Regions from separate parts of the Oryctolagus cuniculus genome. Here all the other regions are linked to region 3. A link is a contact called in public Micro-C data. All regions are on one chromosome and are shown on one strand. Each heading gives the region's core, a stretch centred on a gene start, on an enhancer-like site or on the middle of the called end of the contact. The rest is flanking DNA. Distances are from core to core; before and after follow the strand shown. Region 1 overlaps RAD51B (RAD51 paralog B). Region 2 overlaps RAD51B (RAD51 paralog B). Region 3 has its middle 22 kb from the start of ZFP36L1. Region 4 overlaps RAD51B (RAD51 paralog B).

Region 1 (4,048 bases), core at 809-3,308, 890 kb after region 3:
GTAGAGCTGGGAGAAGCTGGAACCTTTCGAGGTGGGGCCTACTGGTAGGTAATTAGGTCACTGAAGGCATCACCCTTGGAAGATGTTCAAGTGAGGCTTACAGAACCCCAGTTAATTCCCACAAGAGTGGGTTGTTACAAAGAGTGAGCTTGGCCCCTGATTTTCCCTGGCTTCCTGTATTGCCATGGGACCTTTTCCACAGACATTCACGCCAGTGGGGGAGGGTAATGGGGCCCCCCAATCTTAGAATTTCAACTTCCAAATCCCTGAGTTAAATAAACTCCTTTACAAACTACTCAGCGTCAGGTATTTTGTTATGCTGACTGAAGATGGATTAATACAGCATATACATACATGAATTTCACAAAATGTTAGGAGCTCCATGGACTTACTGTAGCCCAGTCAAGGACTTCAATTTCAAACTCTGCTCTGTGTTTCCTCATCACATACCCTTCAATAGCATACAACTTGATAAGAAAATCTAAGCTTTTAAAGAAAAATCAACTGAAGAAAAAATGTTAAATGTCCCAAGTTAAAAAGGGCACATGGCAATTAGGGGTATCAACAAATGGCACTAGGGAAGCCATCTAGAAATCACCAAGTCTTAGACTGTGCAAAAATTATATTAACTTCTTAGACTCCCACTATGAACACTTTGCTTTAGATATTTTAATACCTCTTCATCAGTGGAAAATTTTGACATTCTAGCATAGCCAGATTTTCCTTACTCTATCTGATTCTTATCTAGAAGACAGTTTAGTTTACATTGTTTTTAAATGTTGATTTATGATTTAACTGTCAGTGTTGCAGGGAGAAGGGAGGACTGCCTCTCCTTTGGCTACAATGAGTACATCTGATTAAATGTTTTAATGCAGGAATATAGCTAGGTATCATTCTTTCTGTAGTGAAAAGTCTCCCTGGTCTATCCAACAATGAAAATCATCTGTGTATCTTTTTTGTCCCACTCCCAAACCGGTAGATTGCAAAAAAAAACTCTGTCAATTTATCTCTCAATTATAAAAGTCCATGTAGGCGGCCGGCACCGTGGCTCAATAGGCTAATCCTCCGCCTTGCAGCGCCGGCACACCGGGTTCTAGTCCCGGTCGGGGCACCGGATTCTGTCCCAGTTGCCCCTCTTTCAGGCCAGCTCTCTGCTGTGGCCAGGGAGTGCAGTGGAGGATGGCCCAAGTCCTTGGGCCCTGTACCCCATGGGAGACCAAGAGAAGCACTTGGCTCCTGGCTTCAGATCAGCACGGTGCGCCGGCCACTGGAGGGTGACCCAACGGAAAAGGAAGACCTTTCTCTCTGTCTCTCACTGTCCACTCTGCCTGTCAAAAAAAAAAAAAAAAAAAGTCCATGTAGGCGGGGCCCAGGCAACTTTAAGTCACTATAGTTTGCCTGGTGCTTGGCAAGCCTGGAACATGGTAGGTGCTCAAAAAAATATAATTTTAATACATTGATGAAACTCTTGCAGCAACTACCAGTCAAGTACATAAATACTACTAAGTACATAAGGCTGGAAAGTTACTAAATATCCGATAGCTTATTTACTGATAAAATGAATGCAATTTTTGTAGAGTTCTTAGCAAGAGTAAACAAGACCAAGTGCATGAAGCAAGGTACAGTAGTATCAGAAATACTCCAAGAAGACAGACCCTGTGGAACAGCAAATTAATCTGCTCTTGGGATATCCACATCCCATATTGGAGTATGGGTTTGAGTTCCAACTACACTTCCAATGCAGCTTCCCGCTAATGTGCACCCTGGAAGGCAGCAGATGATGGCTCAAGTATATGAGTTTCTGCTACTCACAAGGGAAACTCAGATGGAGTTCCTGGCTCCTGGTTTCCAGTCTGGCCCCACCGTGGCTACTTTCAGTCACTTGAGGAATGAACCAGCAGATGGAAGATCTCTCTCTCTCTCTCTCTCTCTCTGTCACTCTACCTTTCAAATAAATAAAAACAAACTTTATAAAAAAAGAAAATACTATTAAAGAAGACTTCAAAAAGTTTATGAAATTGGATATTTTGAAAAAATTAGGGGCCAGTGCTGTGACGTAGCGGGTGGGGTCACCGCCTGCAGTACTGGCATCCAATATGGGCAACAGTTCGAGTCCCAGCTGCTCCACTTTCAATCCAGCTCTCTGCTATGGCCTGGGAAAGCAGTGGAAGATGGCCCAAGTCCTTGGGCCCCTGCACCTGCAAGGGAGACCCAGAAGAAACTCCTGGCTCCTGGCTTTGGATCAGCGTAGCTCTGGCCATTTTGAGCAGTTTGGGAGTGAGCCAGTGGATGGAAGACCTTTCTCTCTCTCTGCCTCTCCTTCTCTTTCTGTGTAACTCTTTCAGATAAATAAAAAAACTTTAAAAAAAATTATGCATGGATTTCAAAATTTTTATACTAAAACTTCATTTTTAATTCCATTTTCCATGAACTTTTTGAAATATCCACATGATATCCTTTAATATTGGCTTGTTAAATTAATATTTTAATACAAACAGATAAGTTTTAAAATACGACAATAGGAATTGATGTGATTCAAATTAACTTTACAACCACATTTTTAGAAACTAACAACAAAAGATTGAAAGAGTAGAAATATTAAAATTACAAACACAAAGAGGGGAAAAAACACTCAGAAATAAGGCAATGTTTTCAAAGAAAATAACTTCCTTATACATTTGTGGCTTAAAACACATCTAATACTTTCCAAGCACAAACCTAGCAAGTAGGATATTTATTTTTGCTGAAATTTTCCTCCAGTTCTGTCAAAAAAGTTCTTATTTCTTAGAGGCACACACTCTAAGATGAAACTGTTTTAATGGTGAGAAAAAAAGACTCATTAAAATGTGCTTTAGTTGTCTTTTTCCAGTTAGTACTGGTTTCTATAAAAACTAAGTCTAAGGCGCCATCTAGTGTGTCTGTTGTTCCTATCGCTTGTTGGTTTTAACCCGGAGTGCGGCAGAAATAAGAAATGTAGCAAATTTTAAATCTCTCACTTTAAAGTCCTATTTCAACAAAATGAAGAAAGTGTTCATTTTTTCCCATTAGACATGTTTAAATTTTTATTTATTTATTTTTTAAGAGGCAGAGTTTCCATTCCACTAGTTCACTCCCCTCAATGCCCACAATGGCTGGGGCCAGGTTTGTTAGAAGTTGGGAGCTGAGAACTCAACCCAGATTGCCAACATGACCAGCAATAACCCAACTACGTATGTCATTACCTGTTGCTTCCTAGAGTCCTCATTACCTGGAAGCTGGAATTGGGAGCTGGAGATGGACCCTGAACCCAGGCACTCTGATATGAGATGCAGACGTCTTACCCGCTAGGCCAAATGCCCATTCATCATTATATGTTTTTACACAATATAGTTGGTTGTAAATACCTATACACACACATACTCACACAAACAAATTATATATATTCACTCCATGTGTATCTAAGCAGCCATTTGCCTGTTTTCTTCTCCCTTTCTTCTAAAATAGGCCTGAATTCATCATAAAGTAGCACCATAGGGAACAAAATGTCTACCTCTATCATTAGAGGGGCATTAATAATAATAGTAAACTTTTATTGGAGCCTTTTACTGATTGCCACCAAACTTTTATTGATTGCCAAATGGTGTTCCAAGTGGTTTTCTCTTTTCAATGTTTATTTATTTATTTCCATCTACTTGAAAAGAAAAGAGACAGAGACAGAGAGATCTTCCATCTGTTGATTCACTCCCCAAATGCCTGCAAGAGCTAAGGCTGGACCAGGCCAGAGCCAGGGAGGGGCCAAAACTCAATTCTGGTCTCCTTTGTGAGTGGCAGCTTCCCAAGCAGTTGAGCTCTCATCTGCTCCCTTCCAAGATGCCTTAGCAGAAAGCTGGATCAGAGTGCAGTAGCTGGGACTTAAACTGGCCTTCTGATACAGGATTCAGGCGTCCCAAGTAGAAGCTTAACCTTCTGCAGCACTAAGATGTCGTCGAGTGCTTTTCCATTCAATGTCTCACTTAATCTTCACAAAAACTTCTGAGGAAGGTGCTTTGGTATCATCTCCACTTTACAG
Region 2 (3,691 bases), core at 402-2,901, 600 kb after region 3:
AGGTGGGGTGACAAACAAGAGCCAAACTGTCATAAATACATAATTCAGAATGGATGCTAAACACAAAAGTGGGAGCAGAGCCAGGCTACAGCTCAGAGACTGAATCTAGGGTTATTTTGTGCAACACATTTATTCAGTAAGTGCCAAAGGAGCTATTAGAGGAAACAATAAAGAGGCCCCCTCCCCCTGGAAATTTGAGCTCTGCTTTGGAATTTTTATGACATTTCTTTCTTAACAAACAAGAAAGTCTCCCCACCCTCTCCCAGCTTCAAAGCATCACCATGGTGGTGATCTGCGATTCATGGCCTTGGTCTGATTTATGTACTCGTACGTTTAGGGTATTGTCAAAAGTCATGGAGTTTGTTCTTAATGAAAGAACTGCAGCTCCATCAGGCAAACAAATAAACAAATCCCCCACATCCCTACCCTACAGGATGATGCCAATTATGTGATTCACCCGTGGTCACTTCCACAGCACCTTTTCACGTAACTGTGCTGTGTGTGCAGATGTAGGGTACTACCTATCACCCCAGCTAAAAACTAAAAAAAAAAGCCCTGAGCACACCAGTTGGAAAGTGGTGTAGCGTGTGACGGGAGCACGCGTGGAACAGCTGAGGCCGGTTGGTTTGGGTTTGTTTCATGCAACAAGCAGGTCCCTGAGAATTCAAGATTTAATTTTTTTTTACATTTTTGTAGATGGATCAATTACTGTTCGCATCAGGGACTCACTATTTAATGAAACTTGATTGTGATTCCAGTTGTAAAGAATGCTTTTGTAATTAAAATAATATCTTTCTGTTGGATCCATTTTACATATTTAGCCTTGGTTTAAAGGCGATCCTTAATGTGGGGTGTACTAGAGTATTATTACAAGTTGGTATGCACAAGGGTACTTGAAACAGTTTGTGGAAATTGCAATGAAGAGTTTATTCTGGTGCAAAAAGTTTTGAAAATCCAGGCATCCTTTTTTTTCCTAATAAGCATTTTCCAAGAACTTTTTGAGCAACGGCCCCCACTCCCTCCCTGCGTGTAGAAGTAGTTCTGCAACCCAAGTTCACTCTCTTCACAACACGAAAGGACAAAACCTGTGCTGCAGCTTTATTTAGCTGTTTGTCCCGTGGCATGGGAGGCAGCCAGGGTCGCAGACACCAGCGAATCATTAGGAAGAAACTGGAGGCAATGCGGCCCCACCAACCACGCAGCCACACTCCCAACTCCTAAAGAACTGAATCAAGAAGAGGCTGTCCTTGAAAAACAAAATCCTGTCCTGCATATCTTAGTAGTGAGCCAAAGGCGGCATTTGGAGCTGAACCCCCAGAGCCTTGCGGTGCCACACAGGGCTCTGGGGCTTCTCCCCCAGAACCTCTGAAACTCGCTGGCACACGAAGGCAAGAGTGCCCGTGCCACGGGGTGCCTTCATCCCAACCTGCTGTTTCAGAGATGCTGCCTCTAGGCCATGTCTGCCCTCTGCTACCAGAATGCAATGGGGCAGAAGAAACAGAGCGCAGGGGAGCTGGGAGGGGGTGGGGGGAAAGGAAACCTTAAAGACAGGATCTTGGAAGCATATGTTTTAGAATCACTGCAGCCAGTTCCCTGTCAAGAAAATATTGGCCAGGTCGGTTGCTGCAATCTCATGCAGCCACAGATGGTTTATGCCTCACTGTTCTGGTCCCTGCTCCCCACCGACTGGCAAGAAACAAAGGACACGGTGCTTTGCGGTGTAGTTATTCTGCCACCTAGTGTTGGAGGTGAAAACACGTAACAGCTTTTAAAAACACATGCTGTGTGAGGGGAGCAAAACGAGAATCAGGACCTTTGCTAAATTGCATTTTTGTCTAAAACTTCAGAGTTCTGTTTACGCTGGCAGCTTGCAGAGGGCGGGGGGCGCATTGCCAACAGGTCCCTCTCGTTGCAACGGGGCCTCCAGAGAGCACTGAGCCTGCAGGTCAGGACGTGGACCAGAGAAGCAGCAGAACCTCAGAAAAGCCTTTCTGAACCACCTTCAAGAGGCCCGTGCCTTCCATGTGTACAGTGAGCAGCACGCACACAGTAAGGCAAACTAGAAAGTGAGACTAGCTGGAACTGGGCAAAGTGTAGCCACTGCGGAGAGGAGAGAGGCAAAAGTCAACAGGGACCGGTTTTTAAAGCATCATCACTTATGTGACAAAAGCACTGTGAGGCAGTGAAGGAGCGGTGGGCCCGTTTGCGCCCCACTCAGCAGCTCCCTGGCCGTGCTGGCAGCCACTGCAGGATCTCTGAGCTGCTCTCTGGGGCCCTGGGGCTTCGATCCTGTTTTCCGGGCATCTGCTGCGGTGCTCTTCCTACTTCCACAGAACTGTTCTGTGTGAGGGACCTTCCAAAAGTTCACGGCAAGGGGGATTTAAAGTTAAGTTTATTTTAGTACAAAACTTATCTAAACCCATGCTTTGAGCAGCCTTCAGAAAGCTCATGGATAATAGGTGTTAGGAAAGGCAGGCATTTCAACATTTTTCGGTACTGAAGTGAACTTCTCTTGCTGGGGCTGGTGTTGTGCACAATGGGCTAAGCCGCCGTCTGTGATGCCGGCATCCCATATGAGCTCTGGCTCAAGTCCCGGCTGCTCTACTTCCAAGCCAGCTCCCTGCTAATGCATCTGGGAAAGCAGTGGAGGGGGGGCTACTGCCACCAACAGGGGAACCCAGATAAAGTTCCTGGCCTCCTCCAAGCCCTGCCCTGCCCATTGGGTCCATTTGGAGAGTGAATCAGCAGACAGAAGCTCTCTCCCCTCACCTCTGTCTCTTTGTCTCCCCTGTAATTCTGCCTTTCCAGGCCAGCTCTCTGCTGTGGCCCGGGAGTGCAGTGGGGGATGGCCCAAGTGCTTGGGCCCTGCACCCCATGGGAGACCAGGAGAAGTACCTGGCTCCTGCCATCGGATCAGCGTGGTGCGCCAGCCGCAGCGTGCCGGCCGTGCCGGCCATTGGATGGTGAACCAACGGCAAAAGGAAGACCTTTCTCTCTGTCTCTCTCTCTCACTGGCCACTCTGCCTGTCAAAAAAAAATAAAATAAAATAAAATAAAATAAAATAAAATAAAATAAAATGAACTTATCTTATAATTCTATTTTCATGAACTTTTTGAAGTATCTTTACATATGTATTACCTGACAAGGCATTTTTCATATTACAAAGCACTCCATGACACCAGAAAACCTATTTCCCCCCATATGTTATTCCCTCCTTTGATTTATGCTTGTCACTTACATGTGTGTAACCCTTTGTAGAAAGGGCTTCTATATTGAATTCATCCTTGAGTGCTAGTATTCATTCTCAAATATCAGGTATTAGTGTTACAAACAAGTATTAAGTAAGAAAATGTTCAAGTAGATCATGAAACATATGAAAAAAACCTGCGCAAGCTAATGAAGAATGAACATTATAGCTTTTTAAAATATAATCAATTATTTTTATTCAAAAAGAAGACAGACCCAGAGGGATATCCCATCTGTTGGTTCCTCCCCAGATGCCCACAACAGCTGAGGCTGGGGCAGTTCAAAGCCGCAAGCTGGGAACTCAGTGTGAGCCTTGCACACGGGTGGTAGGAGCCCAGCTACTGAGCCATCACTGTAGCTTCCCAGAGTGTGCAACAGCAGGAAGCTGGATTTGGGAGTGAGTGAAGCTGTGACTTGGACCCAGGTACTCTAATATGTAAAGCA
Region 3 (3,501 bases), core at 16-2,515:
CTTTTCCAGTGGAATCCTCTGAGAGTATCTGTCTTAAATACTTATTTGAAAGATTTATTTATTTACACATACACACTCTTCCACCTGCTGGTTCACTCCTGAAATGGCCACGAGGCCAGGCTGCGACCAGATGGATCTGGGTCTCCCACGCGGGTGCAGGGGCCCAAGCACTTGCGCCATCCTGCACTGCCTTCCCAGGTGCATTAGGGAGCTGGATAGGAAGTGGAGCAGCCCACACTCCAAACTCCAAATTCCATATTCAAATTCCATGCCAGGATCCTAAGTGGCGCTTAACCCGCAGAGCCACAAGGCCTGCCGAGGGTATCTGCTTAAAGAAATCTGGCCCTGGTCACTCCTTGTCGCCCCTGTCCGAAGTGCTGCGGGGAGGCCCTCTGCGGGGCAGCCCACGGCCCCAGCTCATTGTCCTGTTAGAAAAGCCAGTCCTCTGACTTCGGGCGTGAGACCCAGCAAACCGGGTTTGCCCAAAGTATCCGGGAGCTTCCGTCGCACACTCAAGGTTGGGAACCACGAAAGGAAGCCAGGCTCCGGGCAGGGGTCGCACAGCACAGCCCCCGCGCAGCCGAGGGCTCTGTGGGGGCACCGGGCAGTCCCCCTGGACCCCCAGCAGGCCCCGCGCGCGCGCCGGTCGGCGGTGTGGCCACTGGAGGGCAGTGTGACCACGTCCACCGCCACCTCGGGAGGCCGCGCGGCTGGAGCGGCGCCCGCGGGGAGCCAGGACGCAGGACGCGGTCCCGTCCCCGCCGCCGCCGCCGCCGCCGCCGCCGCCGCCGCCCCTCCACCCACCCCCAGCCGCAGACCATCCGAGAGGCCGAAGGGACCCGGCCGGAGTGCACCCCGGCTCTCGCGTGTCCGAGGTGGGCCCGGGCCGGCCTGGCCGTCTCCCCTCTCCGAGGCCGAGCCTGGCCTGGAAGGTTCGCGAGGCCCCGGGGCGCGCAGGGGAGGAGAGGCCGGCAGGCCGACGCGGGCCGGCCGCCAGGCGGGGCGGCGGAACCTTGACTGCTTCCCCGGGGGCAAAGGGCGCCCTCCCGCCTGACCCCGCGCTGCAAAACAAGTCGGCCATCTTGGCGGGCCCGGCTTAACCCCGCGCGCGCCGGCGGCTGCAGGGGAGCAGGCCGCTTCAGGGGAGCCGGCCGCTTCAGGGGAGCCGGCCGCTGGGGTTTGCGAGCAGCCGGGCCGTGGCGGGGCGGGGGGAGAGGACTTTCCACAACTTGGGGACCCCAGGGGCTTCCCGGGGTGGGGCTGGGCCGTGGGGATCGCCCCAGTCACCGCCGTTGTTTCTGCCCCTTGTTTGTTGAAGTGAAGGCAGTTGAAGGCGGTGTGGCTTCCGTGAGCGGGGTCGGGGTCCCAGGCGCTGATTCCGAGTGGCCACGAGGCCCTTCGACGGCCTCCGAGAGCCCCCCGCGCCTCCGCGCGCGCTGGCCCCCGGCTGGCCCCGGGCGCACACTGGCCCGTGTGTCCGTCCCTTGGGCTGTTTTTCAGTTCCAGAATAGGTTTTGAATGTTACCAGCTCCTCCAGGAAGCCCCCTTGGCAGCATGTGGCTTCCCTGCTCTGCGGGCCTCTGCACCCCCGAACTGCAGGGAGCAGCGGCTGGGGGTCGCCGCGTCCCCCTCCCCACGCAGGTCACTCAGAAAAGGGACCGGGAAGGGCCTGCCTGTGCCGTGGTCGGGATGCCGGCGGTGCAAGCTTGGGCCCGGGAACGCGCACTGGTGTTTTCTTAGGCCCTGTAATGGAATCCTTTTGTGTGTTTAATTGCTTTATGGTATTTTGAGTGGAAACGTCAGGGCGCTATGAGAACAAAAAGCGGGGATCTCAGCCCCCCACCCCCCCCCCAAGTCCCAGGTGGGGACAGCGACCTGCGTGGGGGGTGGGGGGCTTGGGTGGGTGGGCGGCGGCCCCTGGCGGGGGGGTGCTGGAGGCGCCTGGGCTGGGCTGGAGGCAGAGAGCAGGGCGCCCGGGAGAAGAGGCAGCCCCTCTCTCCTTTTCGGAGGAAGCCAGAAGTCCCCGGCCCAGGGCTCCAGAAAACCCCTTTCATGGCTCACCCACAGATGATTTGCTGAATGCTCATTAAGGGGAAAACAAAGGGGTGGTTTTGTTTATTTATTTAAGAGGAAAAATAAATGAGCTGTGACAAAACAATTTGAAACCAGGCCCCTCCGAGACCTGCGCTTTCACTTCCTTGATGGGAAGTGAAACAGAGACTCGAATCCCCTCCAAATAAAAGCGGAGTTAATAATCAGACAGCCCGAGCCCCGGCCACATCCTGTGTCAGCTCCCTCCCTCCCAGGCCGGCTGTTTATAGCTGGTGATCCCTCCCCCAGGAGCCCCAGCAGGCTTAACCCTTCCCTCCCCGTCCCGGGGAAGCCCAGCCCCCTTCGGAGGCCCCAGGTGGTGTCTCTCCCTGGGCCTGGGCACGTGGGCCTGTCCCCCTCAGCTTGATGTGGGGCATGTCCTCTGCTGGTCCCCTTTGCCCCCCCCCCCGGGGGGGGGGGAAGAACTCCCATCCCAGATGGGAGGCAGCCTCCAAAGCCTGGTGGTCCATGGGTTGAATCCTGATGGAGAAAGGCCCTGGGGTCCGCCCTGGGCCAGCCGGTGCAGATCTGCAGGTTACTTCCTGTGAAAACTTGCCCCTTCTTTAGCTCCTGTCCCAAATGATGGCTCTTTGATTTCTTGCAGAACCCCTGGGGGTGGAGGAGGGCCCCTTGGCTACCTTATCCCTGGCTTTCTGCTGTTCTCAGTGAAGGCTGGAGGCTCCTGTCACCCTCGCTTCACAGAGGGAACAGAGGTTAAGCAACTTGCCCAATACTCAGAGCTAATAAGTAGCAGAGCGGGGATTTGAACCCAGGCATTCTGGCTCCAGAGCCTGGGCTTCGTCTCTGCACTCAAGGTCTCAGCCAGAGATTGCTTTCTTCCCTGGAGCCAGGGGGCTTTCGGGAGCTTAGGCTAATCCGAGCGCCTGTCAGAGGTCCCAGAGCCCCAGCAGCTTTGGAGAACATTCTGGCCTGGGCTCGGGCTCTCCCCCCAGGGCAGATCCACGGTGGCCCTGGCGTCAAGCTTCCTGCAGGCCCCCTGGTCAGCGGTGTCATGGAGAGGGTGGGATGTGTAGAAGGAGACCCAGAGCCCGTGTTCCTTCGTCCCCTCCAGTCTTGTCACCTGTGCATCCCTCTCTGGAAGTCACCAACAGCCCCTTACGGCCGAAGCCACTCAGCTGGTAGCAGACTTAGGAGGTAGATTCCCCCTCTGCCGTGGCTGCCAGGCTCGCTCTTGGACTGCCTTGCCCAGCCGCCCTGGGATCTGCAGGCCTGGTGGGCTGCTTGCTGTGTATCAGGAGCTGTGGCTCCTGCTGTTGATTAAGCGCACCCTGACCCCCGTTTTCAGGAACGAGCTGGCCTGCTTTCTTGGGGTGCATTCTGCCATGCAAAAGCATCGCTCTCTGTGGGCAGTGCATTCTCCAACCAGAGAGGGAGCTGGGGGGTTCCTGC
Region 4 (3,811 bases), core at 731-3,230, 700 kb after region 3:
CCCTTCCAGTTCTGATGTTTTCCATACTTGGATTCTATGAAGCATGGACAACGCAGAAATGGGGGCAGGAAGAGCAGGAGAAGGGTTAGTTAGCCTTAGCAATAGCATAATCTATCATGTTAGGAGCTGGCGCCGCGGCTCACTAGGCTAATCCTCCGCCTGCGGCGCTGACACCCCAGGTTCTAGTCCTGGTCGGGGCGCCGGATTCTGTCCCGGTTGCTCCTCTTCCAGTTCAGCTCTCTGCTGTGACCCCAGAGGGTAGTGGAGGATGGCCCAGATCCCTGGGCCCTGCACCTGCATGGGAGACCAGGAAGAAAGACCTGGCTCCTAGCTTCAGATCAGCGCCGCACACTGGCCCCAACGCGCCGGCTGTAGCAGCCACTTGCGGGGTGAACCCACGGAAAAGGAAGACCTTTCTCTCTGTCTCTCTCTCTCACTGTCTAACTCTGCCTGTCCAAAAAAAAAAAAAAAAAAAAATCTACCATGTTAGGGACTGGGGAAGCTACACAGACCAAAATGAAAGACAAGTGGCTTCACAGTACCATAGTCCCAAGGTGAATAAAAACACTTCAATAATAATATTGAATCCTATCACCAAAGAATGTTATCAAATAGACTCACTGTTTGAATTGAACTCCATGTAACATTTTAGTTAATTTAAATAAAATACAAAATACAGACATGAGAAAATATGAGACAAACCCCAATACAGACATGCCTTGGGTTTGTTTGTTTGTTGTTTTTTTTTCTCAACAAGGTTCGGAAGACTACGTTGAGCTCCTCTGACATAAACAGGGGTGTGGGTTGGCACTGTCAGGTACGGGCAGGATAGTCCACAGAGTTTCCAGAAAGAGTGGCAGAGAAGAACAGGCCATTGTACCTAAGAAAGCTCTGTTCACCAACAAAGACAGTGCTCTGCTACAAAAGGCAATGGCTGTGTAGGGCTTTTGTTTTGTTTTGCTTGCAGTATTCGGGCCAGCAAAGTCAGTCTGCGCATAGTGGAAGGATTTAAAACCTTCCTAACACATGGTTTCTCCTTATAGTCAGCCAAGATTCTTCAGCCCGATTTCCCGATTTTTTTTCCCCTTGGTTTTCAAAATGATGAGAACCAAGTGCTTTTTTGCTCAGCTGCCATCAGTAAAAAGCAACCAGAGCGGGATGCGGACAAGCTCTGTGGGAAAACACCACAGGCCAGGGGTGAAAAGACACCAAACCCAGCTCTCCACCAGACCACAGATGACCAGAGCTCTCTGGGTCTTGGGAGACCTATATTTGGGTTGCACCGTCAGAGCTGAGACAGGGTCAAATTTCTAGGCTGTGAGAGAGTACAGAGGCTCTGGCTATCCATCTTACACTCGTTCAATAGATAAATGTTTTATGTGGAAAGAAAGGGGGGAGGGGAGAAGATGATGATGATGAATAGCCTGGTCACATAACCCAAGACAAACCAAATCTTTCACAGGATGTTCACAGGCAAAACGGCTGGGGAATGTAAAGGGGAAAAGAACTCCCCCAAGAGGAAGGGAGGAGAGAAAAAATCAAAGCCATCGGCTCTACCATGTGCCAAGGAAAGAGAGTGAGAACACTGTTCAGATGGCCCATAAGCCAGGTAAGAGTGACCGCTGGTCCTGACAAAGTCCCACACCCCGGCAACCACCGCCACCAACGCCTCCACCCCCAGACTCCTCTGAAGCCTGCAGCTGCTTTTCAAAGCCCCCAGAAAGCAACTGGCAGAATCGAGAGACAGCTGGAAGGAAGGGGATTAGGCAAGGACTTGGCATAAATAGAAGTGTAGCCAAAAGGCACAAATACGAAGGGAGAGAGACACTTTTCCTGTGTGGTTTGCGTGTGTGGTATGGGGAGGGGAGCTCACAATTAAGAGCTGGCCCCAGTTCTGGTCTTGATGGCCCGAAGGAGTTGGCAGGCACAGCCCTTCCCAGGGCAGGCGGGCCAGGAAATGAAGCGCTCAGCGCCTGCTGAAATGTTTTGCTCACTGTCACCCTTTTCATGTTCGGTCCCTGGCCCACTTGTATTTTCCTCTTCTTTGGGGATTAGCACATATGTGTGGGCAAAATCCATTGTGGTTATTTGGGACTGGGCTGGGCATCCTCCGCTCCCACACCCTGTTTGTCAGCTAGGGACCTTGAATATATGAAATCCTGACAGAGTGCAAAACGAGCTGTAGATTGAGACGAGCTGTAAGGGACCCCAGGGGTCATCTCACGCAGCCTCATTTTACAGATGGGAAAAGTAAAGGAGGCAAGAAAAATCAGGCAGTCGCTGAAGCTGCAGTAGCTCTGCCCTCCCACCCAGCGAGGGACCTGTCCACAAAAACCAGTGTCCTGTAGCTGTACCCCGGAAAACATAATAAGCCTCCCCAAATCGAGTTTTTAATGGGGACTTGATAAGAATTGTGACCTCTTTCTCTCTGTCTGCTTTCTGATAAAAAATTTACATATAAGGTCAGTAATTATCTAAATCAATCAGTCACCAAGCAGAAAAAAGAAAGAAACGAGCTAAGAGACTTATATGACTAAGAACACTCTGATATCAAGGGAAAGCACAAACTCAGAAAAGGCAGCCTTCCAAGAGCTTCAAGGATCCTAACTCTGAAGAGGAGTTTATAGTGTAGACGGGTAGGGGAATATACACTGGTTTATCTGCAAGGCCATAAAGCAATTATCTTCTTTTCTCAAACTGTGGCTTCTTTTACTCCAAAACACCTTTGGTTCAGTACTATGGAAACCATATTTTATGACATTAAAAAAACAACACTAGCTAAATTACCTAACTTTTCCATCCTTATGTACATTTCAACCTAACATATATTCTTTAACATCTTTACCAAACGCTACAGTAGTTCCCCCTTTAACTGCAGTTTTGCTTTCCACTTATATGGTTACTATTGCTCAACCACAGTCCAAAAATGTTACGTGGAAAATTCCAGAAATAAACAATACATAAATTTTAAATAACTTTTATTACAGTATATTATTATAACTGTTCTACTTTTTTACTATATATTGTTATTAATCTCTTACTATGTCTACTTTATAAATTAAACTTTATCATAGGTATGGCTGCACAGGAACACACACACACACACACACACACTCGAGGGTTTCAGTACCAGGGTCATCTGCAGTATCAGGCATCAATGGAACATCTTGGAACATACGCTCTGAGATAAGCGGGGACCTCTAATTCTGGTACAAGGAGATTAAAGACTCTGTCTCTGAAATAAAGGTACCCAACATCAACCGGGAGAAACCGCAACGTGCATAGAGCAACCTAGGGCAGTCAGCGCAGTGACGAAGGCACTGGCCAAGCCCATGGGAAAGCAAACCGAAGATGAACCGGAGAGGAAGGACAAAAATCACTCGCTATGTTTTCTTTTGATTTTTTTTTCCATAAAACTTTCCAAAGAAAATGACATCATTATTGTTATGTCGAAATAAGATTAACAAAGAGTACTGGAACTCAGTAACTATTAAAAGATAAAGGTTTGAAACAAAGCAAATAATAATGCTGATGTAACGCCCAGACCAGAGAACACATTCCAGAGTCACCCCAGGAGCCTCATCTACTCGTATTCATGCAGGCACCAAGCATGGACAAGACGTTTCTCCAGGTACCACAGCAGACACAGTCATGAAAAAGCTGGTCTCTCGTATTAGGGGGTTGATCATCTCGATTCACCAACATATTCCCTCCCAGGGAGACAGAAAGAACTCGAGGAGCAGTATTCAAACCTTGTGGCTTGGGACCCCTTTTTGCTCTCAAAAATTATATAGGCTCTGCAGAGCTCTTA

The links. Hi-C and Micro-C count contacts between places; a contact is called where the count stands out from the background.
Region 1: a Micro-C map of ear pinna shows a contact between it and region 3, with 4 times the contacts expected there. The contact joins two enhancer-like sites. A contact is called at or near these places in 4 of 6 Hi-C or Micro-C datasets (ear pinna, embryonic fibroblasts, skin fibroblasts and 1 more).
Region 2: a contact with region 3 is called in a Micro-C map of ear pinna, with 11 times the contacts expected there. The contact joins two enhancer-like sites. A contact is called at or near these places in 5 of 6 Hi-C or Micro-C datasets (ear pinna, embryonic fibroblasts, psoas muscle and 2 more).
Region 4: a contact with region 3 is called in a Micro-C map of ear pinna, with 4 times the contacts expected there. The contact joins two enhancer-like sites. A contact is called at or near these places in 2 of 6 Hi-C or Micro-C datasets (ear pinna and skin fibroblasts).

What each region holds. Positions count from the first base shown.
Region 1 is chr20:13,821,466-13,825,513 of mOryCun1.1, reverse strand. The region is part of intron 7 of RAD51B (RAD51 paralog B); the gene reads right to left. Among named protein-coding and RNA genes, the nearest start is that of RAD51B, 110 kb to the right of the region's middle. Within about 2 kb of position 2,058, at least 1 of the 8 cell types and tissues checked has an H3K27ac peak or open chromatin away from gene starts, as enhancers often do. A contact at or near this core is called in ear pinna, where this site is marked.
Region 2 is chr20:14,112,096-14,115,786 of mOryCun1.1, reverse strand. All of the region lies in intron 7 of RAD51B (RAD51 paralog B), which reads right to left. Among named protein-coding and RNA genes, the nearest start is that of RAD51B, 400 kb to the right of the region's middle. Within about 2 kb of position 1,651, at least 4 of the 8 cell types and tissues checked have an H3K27ac peak or open chromatin away from gene starts, as enhancers often do. A contact at or near this core is called in ear pinna, where this site is marked.
Region 3 is chr20:14,711,290-14,714,790 of mOryCun1.1, reverse strand. No RefSeq gene overlaps it. Among named protein-coding and RNA genes, the nearest start is that of ZFP36L1, 22 kb to the right of the region's middle. Within about 2 kb of position 1,265, at least 4 of the 8 cell types and tissues checked have an H3K27ac peak or open chromatin away from gene starts, as enhancers often do. A contact at or near this core is called in ear pinna, where this site is marked.
Region 4 is chr20:14,010,785-14,014,595 of mOryCun1.1, reverse strand. The region is part of intron 7 of RAD51B (RAD51 paralog B); the gene reads right to left. Among named protein-coding and RNA genes, the nearest start is that of RAD51B, 300 kb to the right of the region's middle. Within about 2 kb of position 1,980, at least 4 of the 8 cell types and tissues checked have an H3K27ac peak or open chromatin away from gene starts, as enhancers often do. A contact at or near this core is called in ear pinna, where this site is marked.